Regions from separate parts of the Gasterosteus aculeatus genome. Here region 1 is linked to region 2. A link is a contact called in public Hi-C data. All regions are on one chromosome and are shown on one strand. The core of a region is the stretch at or near the end of the contact, and the rest is flanking DNA. Distances in the headings are between cores, read along the strand shown.

The links. A called contact is a pair of places that touch in the nucleus more often than the background predicts.
Region 1: a contact with region 2 is called in a Hi-C map of whole body, with 3 times the contacts expected there. The contact joins two enhancer-like sites. A contact is called at or near these places in 5 of 6 Hi-C or Micro-C datasets (blood and trunk muscle, skeletal muscle, tail fin and 1 more).

The regions. Positions count from the first base shown.
Region 1 is chr1:3,705,499-3,709,248 of fGasAcu3.hap1.1, forward strand. The region is part of intron 2 of rap1gap2a (RAP1 GTPase activating protein 2a); the gene reads right to left. Among protein-coding and RNA genes, the nearest start is that of rap1gap2a, 23 kb to the right of the region's middle. Within about 2 kb of position 1,388, at least 2 of the 9 cell types and tissues checked have open chromatin away from gene starts, as enhancers often do.
Region 2 is chr1:3,670,536-3,674,042 of fGasAcu3.hap1.1, forward strand. rap1gap2a (RAP1 GTPase activating protein 2a) reads right to left here. Exons shown (of 24, transcript XM_040172518.2): 7 at 3,283-3,504; 8 at 3,087-3,190; 9 at 2,574-2,652; 10 at 1,966-2,019; 11 at 1,247-1,330; 12 at 1,038-1,138; 13 at 485-614; 14 at 92-247. Among protein-coding and RNA genes, the nearest start is that of LOC120816903, 11 kb to the left of the region's middle. Within about 2 kb of position 1,761, at least 2 of the 9 cell types and tissues checked have open chromatin away from gene starts, as enhancers often do.

The sequences.
Region 1 (3,750 bases), core at 138-2,637, 35 kb after region 2:
TTTTTTAATAAAATCTACTTCTCTTGCTTTTGATTCATGGTTTTTGAACACAGACCAGTTCTGAAGATGAATTCGGATTTTTGTTCTTCAAAAAAAAAATGTAAAAAATAAAACTGTGTTCCGTCTCAGAGAAGGTAAACTCGCCGCCTCCTGTCCAATCAAGCTGTTCATGTGTTCTTCCCGTTAATAAGATTTAAGTGACTCTGTGTTGGCGCTCATATCTGAGTCTCTCATGCTAACTACCCGTTTTCTCTGCAGGCAATAAATCATCAACAGAGCGATGGAGCTTTTTCCCACAGCTGTTTTTAAAATAAAAAAAGCTTCATGAATCACTGTTGTACCATATCAGCAAACAAACCACAGCGGGTGCTGGATTATTACTTCAAAATAACTTTACTGCAGCGTGCTTTCTGTCCCTCTCAGGCAAAGAAACATAAGTGAGTTATTACTCACCGGACAGAGGAAATTGCTTTTATAAAAGTAATGCACATGTAAAATAACACAAACGTGTACCCACAGACCGTGAAGTATATTAAATGTTTTTCAAATGCTGATTATATGTTGGTGTCTGAATTATATTCCTTTTTTCTCTGTTAAAATAATAGTTAAGGCGAAAGCATCAAAGTGGACCCGAACCTGAGATGAGTTGGACACCCCTGGTTTAAAATGTCATCAAGTGTTGTATTTTGCTGATGTCTTATTTTTTGGGGCTCAGATGCCTTTTTTCCCCACATTCATCTCCCACATCCAAGGTCCAAATCTGTCTCCAGTTCTACTTTCTAAGTGTCTTATACTTCTGGTCTTAGAGGGCTCTCACACTTCATGTGATATTGAACTGTACAAATAAACAGTTGTGGATAAATAATGAGGGTCAAAGTCATTCATCGGTGTCAAGACGGTTTCTCTCTCTGACCCCAACTATCAGTATTTATGCGTAATAGGAGAGTGGAACGAGATCTTCACATCTTCAAACACAGACACACCTCTTCAGACTCCACCTCCACTAAAAACACTAACAAATGACAAATTGTAGCACTTAACAATGACTTATAATGGATTTTATCTGCAGCAAGTTGTAAATCGGCTTATTTGATGACATGTAAATTATTCTCTCACGGCACTTTTACTGATTAATAAAAAAGGATTAATTCTGTGTCCCATGATGCTTCTGCCGGCCTCGTCCCCTGTTGCAAACCTGCAAACATCTTTCCGGTTGTCGCACACACGACAAACGAAGGAGGGACGGAGGAGCGTGTGTGTGTGTGTGTGTGTGTGTGTGTGTGTGTGACTATACATGTAGAGCCAAGGGCCTTGCTGACTCGGCCAAACAAGACACCATGTGTTTGCCAAGGGGTGACAGATGGAGAAGGAGGAGAGCGACAGAGTGTGTGGTGGGTGACGGTCAACACACACACACACACACACACGCACACATGCATATGCACACACAGGGTCGGCCTTAGCGATTGAGATCAGGTGACGGATAGAATATGAGCTCATTAAAACTCAGCTGTTTCGCTCTCTGCTGCACCCGAACACGAGCCCCGTGCCTCATGTGTCCGAGTGAGGAACATGAGGTCATCGAGGATCAGACCGGAGCAGCAACTGTTTGGAATAAAGGAGGACGTGGGACACTTACATAACCATCATCTTTGAGCCCTCTGTGCATCACGTGGTTGTCAAATTGTCTGACAAAAAGGGGCGGGGCCAAATCCAACAGCTCTCTAACTGCACCAAAAGAGACGAGTTTGAAAAAGGTAATAATTTGCGCTTTCCACAACATCACCTGCGGACCCAACAATCTCTCACTGCAACAATGAAGACTGTTGACGCACGTATGAAAAATATGACTAAACGCCCTCTGAGGCGTCCTCCCACTGAGAAGACACAACATCACATCCGCGAGGAGCCGGGGGGGGGGGGGGGGACTGTAACCTTCCCCACATAAAGCACATATAAATGCCATAAATGTGCATTGTTGTGCATGGCTCCTGCTGCTGTGGTTAAAAAGCGTGCGCTACGTTAGTTTGGGGATCTGAGTGTTCTGCCGAGAAATGTCTGCTGAAATTGTAAAATAAAAAAAGTAACATGCATTAGCCACCTGGTCTGTTATAACTATAAAAGCTTTTATCAACAGAAGATGGATCACAGCTGTCGTATTCCAATGGGAAACAGACTGTAGCAAAGGTAATTAGTGCGTCATTGTTGTTTCATTACTTCCATTTGAGCTGAAGTGTTGCGACTGATTAAAACCGCCGTACTCGGCGTGTTGTTTGGAACTTCGCTGCGAGTCACGCTCCATCAGAACGTGCGTGTGCAGAGGACATTTGCACTCGAGAGGTGTCGCGGGGGACAAAGGGCGCGTCTCAGGAGGGGACAGGTCGAGGGAGACATGGAGGGAGACGGAGACGGCCTCGTCTGTACGACCGAGCTCCTTTTTACCTCCAGTGATGACGGCAGTAAGCGCACACACACACAATGCTAAGGAGACGCAACATGGCCGATACAACACACACACACCGAAGCCACTTTTTCCTGGGAAATAGGGCCAATAAACTAGGAAAAGGTGATAAAAATGTCTTGTGGTGTGTGTGTATGAAAAACGACCAATGTAACCAGGGAGGAGTCCTGTGAGAGTCAGAGCAGAACACACACACACACACACACACACACACACACACACACAGCTCTCTTGCCCAGACAGCGTCCAAAGTGGCGTTTTGATGAATGATCCATCAGCCGGACTACTGGTGGTCGACTGTGACACAGACAACTACGCTCGGCATCACGGCGTGCCGAGTTCATACTAAATCACGGCTTCGTCCTCAAATACCACAAACTAGCGTCACATTTAATGCGGTTGCCACGCGGTGAAAGTGACCACACCTCCCCCTCCCGCAGTCACCCGTCCCTTCTTGGTAAATCATTGGTTGGAAATGAGTGAATGAGTAACAGCTGTGTAGTGCAGCACCGGCCACCCGGTCCAATAAAAACGACCCAAGGCCGAGGAAAGGGGGTCGCACAATGACCCCCCCCTACATTAGACAATTGTTTTCGGGTTTTTTTGCAGCGGCATCGTTTGTATCTGCTTGTGGTGTGTTGGTAAATTGGGACATAACGCGTCTCTCTCTCTCTCTCTCTCACAAACAAGTCGATTGTCCTGCACATAATCGCCGCTTAGGGCGTCTTGTCATTTTTATCCCAGATGGTTGAAATCACTGCTAATGGATTTCTGACAGGTTGAAAAAGACGAGCCGACGAGATGAGCACAATGTCACACAACGTCCCGTGTGCAGCGTCGCGTGACGTTTCTTTCAATCCGCCTCCTGTGTCCCTCATCCTTCCTCCACAGAGGACTGATTCACTCGGCTAAAGCAAAATCCCATTCCGGCCTCCTAAGTTGGTTTGGTCGGCCGAGGCCCTGAAGCTGGACATTTGCGTTGTGTTGGAAAAAAACAAAGAGTCGAATAGTTGTGTGTAAAATTGCGTTTGACGACGACAGTTGTGTTTTTTTGCAGCTGTACCACTTTTCCGAAGCGGTGCACGTCTGGGCCTGTGATTTGATTTCGGTGTGAATGGCCACGCTTTATCAAACACAAGCCATAACACACTTCGGCAGCAGTGGAAGCGGCGAGCGGGCGAGGACGAGCTGGGGCCGGAGCCGCGGGTCGCTCGCATGGAGATGAATTGTTCCTTTGAAAGCGAATTGAGTTTGAGCTCAGCTCCGCCGGAGCGAGACAGCGGGCCTTG
Region 2 (3,507 bases), core at 511-3,010:
ATTGATTCTTTGGGAACTTCAAAGCGATGATGCAGTTATCACGAGAGACCCGTTTGTCCGAGTCATTGGTCGGCGCCGGCCCGGTTTGTACCTTGTATGTTGTGTGCTCCGTGCAGGGGTTCTCAACCTGCACCAGCACGTACGAGTGCAGGAAATTGGAGGCGATCATGTCCGGAACGAACGGCGTGGCGTCTTCCTGGAAGACTGTGGCCACAATGTCATTTCCTATGTGCCTTTTCCTCTGGAGCTAAAGGGGAGAAATCCATTTGAGTTGGTGTCCACCAGGGATCTTTGTTTCAGAGGGAGGTTGTAGGGGCCGAACAGCCAGCCAATAACATGCATTTGAGTTGTCAACGAGAACAGCATTCCACATTCTCCAAACTGCACACGTACTATACGACTGGTTCCATCTATTTGTGAGCCAAAGGATTCTGAATCCATCGCGCCTCGGGCGTAACAACAGTGAAGCGTCAAAGTCTTGTACCTGCTGGACGTCTCCTTCGGTGAAGGGAAGCTTGGTGGACACGTGGAACATAATCTCCCTGCGCCTGAAGACCGTGTAGACGGATTCGGAGCCGGTCTGTCCGTGGGAGACATCCAGCCCGCCGCGAAACCTGTCACATTATCAAAGCGATTGCGTCACATTCCCTGCGAGGCCTCCGGCCTTCAGGGAAATGAAGGATTACATTTTGAGCATTGGAAATGCCAGTTCCATCACATGTTCCTGTGCAGTTTGCTGTTAATGTCTCAGCTGCGTGACAATAAAGAGGATGTACTGAGCTCTAATTACACGTCCACGTGGCACTTTCTCCTCTCAGATCTGTTTCGCGAAGCGGTTTATCGCAGTTGCACGCTGAGCCCAAACAGCAGGAAAAATTGCTCCAAGGTTACAGCAGTGAAAGCCTTCTCTATTCACTATAACAAAGTGATTCTTTTCATCCGCCTTGACCTCTCTGGACTCTCCTCATTTGCATGATTTCAAAATCCCGCGCTCTTTTATTTCCCTCAATTCAAATGCACTCGACTTGTTTCGTTACCCTTTGAAGTCCAGAAGTTCAATGTTGTCGCCCAGGATGCTGATGAACTCCTTAAAAGCTGGCGTCTCCTCGTTGTTCCCAAACAGCTCCTCCTCTGATGTCTGGGCTCGATAAATAGATATAAGAGACACAATCGGAGGATGAGATAGATCTAATGACGAGTTTGGGTTGAACCGGAGTTCACTGGCAAGGTCAACGCCACCGCTCACCTGTCCAAACTTCTGGTAGATGACTCCAAATTTGAAGGTGTTGTTCACCTCGTGTTCATCATAAGCAACCATCAGCTGGGACCCCTGTGTGCACACAACAACAACAACAACAACCTCCTTGTTACCCATGGCGACTTCCAGCACCTCACTCTCTCCGGCGCGACTCCGGGGCCGGGTTATTTATTTATTTTTTATTTTCCCCCCGTGTTACGTAAGGCCCGACATGCGACAAACTGTCACGGCCCTCAGCGACGGGAGTGAACTCGCTGCGGCCCCATCGTGCAGACTGAGACACAGATGGTTTTCTTTTTTCCTTTCCTGAGGCGCTGAAAACACGCTCCGTCACAGCCCTCCGTCTGGCCCACAGGACGAGAAACAGATCCATCGCGTGTGCTCGAGGGAGTTGCCGCTTTTTAATAATGTAGTCGGCGAACAGGGCGGATGCCGGAGCGGTACGGAGCCCCTGACTGTAACATGGAACAAGCTCTGCGCTATTTCTTCCGGGTTACGAGGGTGTGCCGACGTGTGGGCACAGAGGCAGAATTGCTGTAGCATTAGCACGTCGTGCCGTGCCGTGCTCCTCCCTTTTCACCCCGTAGGAGCAAGACGGAGGCCGGGGCGAGGTAACTAATGTCAGCGTGAATGAATAAATGTATAACAGGCTGGGTGAGCGCGGGTCAGACTGGATTTAATGAGGTTGCAGAGTGGGAGAAACTCACCCGAGGGTAGAGGACGGGGTTGAACTTCAGCCCCGTGGCATCGTCACACAGAAGCTGAGAGAAGGAAAAAGACGTGTGAAAAAAAAGTCTCATTACGAAGCATGGAAGGTATTCCAGTGTGTGCCGCACCAGATCCAACGTTTCCGTAGAAAAAAACATGAAACTCAATAAGTACCATAGACCAAATAAACAATGTGCACGTCCATGATCATCTCTGTTGGGTTGATTGAGACAAAGCAAAACTGGTTGTTTACTTTCATTTCTCTTTTGAACGTGAATAATCAAAAGTATGCTGCTTGAGGGTTTGAGTGATTCACTGTCACGGTGTGCGTTTGGAGACATATCTCTCCTCACATCGGTACCTCTAAACAAGCCGGCTCTAGTTCCACCTCAAGGACACATTTTCGCCTCTTTTAAAACTCCATTTGCAACATTTACCGAGGTAGTTTTAGAAAAGTGAATCTAAAGTAAATCAAGCGTTGATGTGAAAGTATTCTACGATGATTGACGCTGCTGAAAACAACGTCCTTCTCCTTCAAGCTCTGCGTCGCGTGTATGTGCGGCCGCAAATGACCCTTTGTTTAAACCCGGTGTGCTTCTGAACTTACCTTGGCAATCTGCGGCACACTGGGCAGCTGGTTGATGCCGGCCAAAGAGATCCTGTCGTGGACGGTTTTGATCCTCGACCTGCGAGGGGACAAGAACAGAAGCCCAGCTGGTCCGATGATTACGGTCTTTATTCCAGGGAAGACGTTTCGGGACCTTTGCTGCTCCTTGTTTTTAAGCAATTGGGTGAAAGTAGTTATGATCACGGTGAGTTCAGTCTCAAAGAAAAAAAAAAAAAAGATGCCCAATGTGGTGATAAAGGCAATAATATGGCCATATTGTTTACTTGTATCATCTGTCATCTGTCAAAGAGGAGATTAGCCACCATCTATCGTCACCACGGCCCACAATCGACAACACGCCGTTGCTTCGTTGCTTTTCTTTTGATGAAAAAAAATGCCACCAACTGGGCCGACGGCAGCAGAGCTGTTTCCTTACGAAACCTCACGACCTCGGACCAAAGTGAAACACGGGACTGCACAAAAGAAAAGGGCCCCCCCCCCGGCTCATTGTACCTGAGCATGATGCGCAGGAACTCCTGTCCCTCGGCCTCCTCGTGTTTCAGGGACATGATGAGGTGGCCGATGCTGCTGCCGGTGCAGTAGTAGTTCATGTGCTCCTAGATGGAGGGGTGGAGAAAAGCAGTTGGTGTGAGGGACAAAGGGGGGGGGGTTGGGGGAGGGAGGCGGCGCCGCTGACATTGACACTGACCGTGCCGAGGAAGTGTTTGCGGTAGGCGCGCGCCGTGCTGTTGCACTCCAGGCGGTAGTTGTGGCCCCCAGCGGGGCTCATGCCCTCCCCTCCGTCCTCCTCCTCGCAGAAGCTGGACTCTGAGGACGAGGGGGTCCCCACCGGTGCTTCCGCGTCTTCGATCCAGTAACCCCCGAACTGGGGCAGGATCACCTGAGGGTACGGGCCGCCTTTCTCCAGGACCTG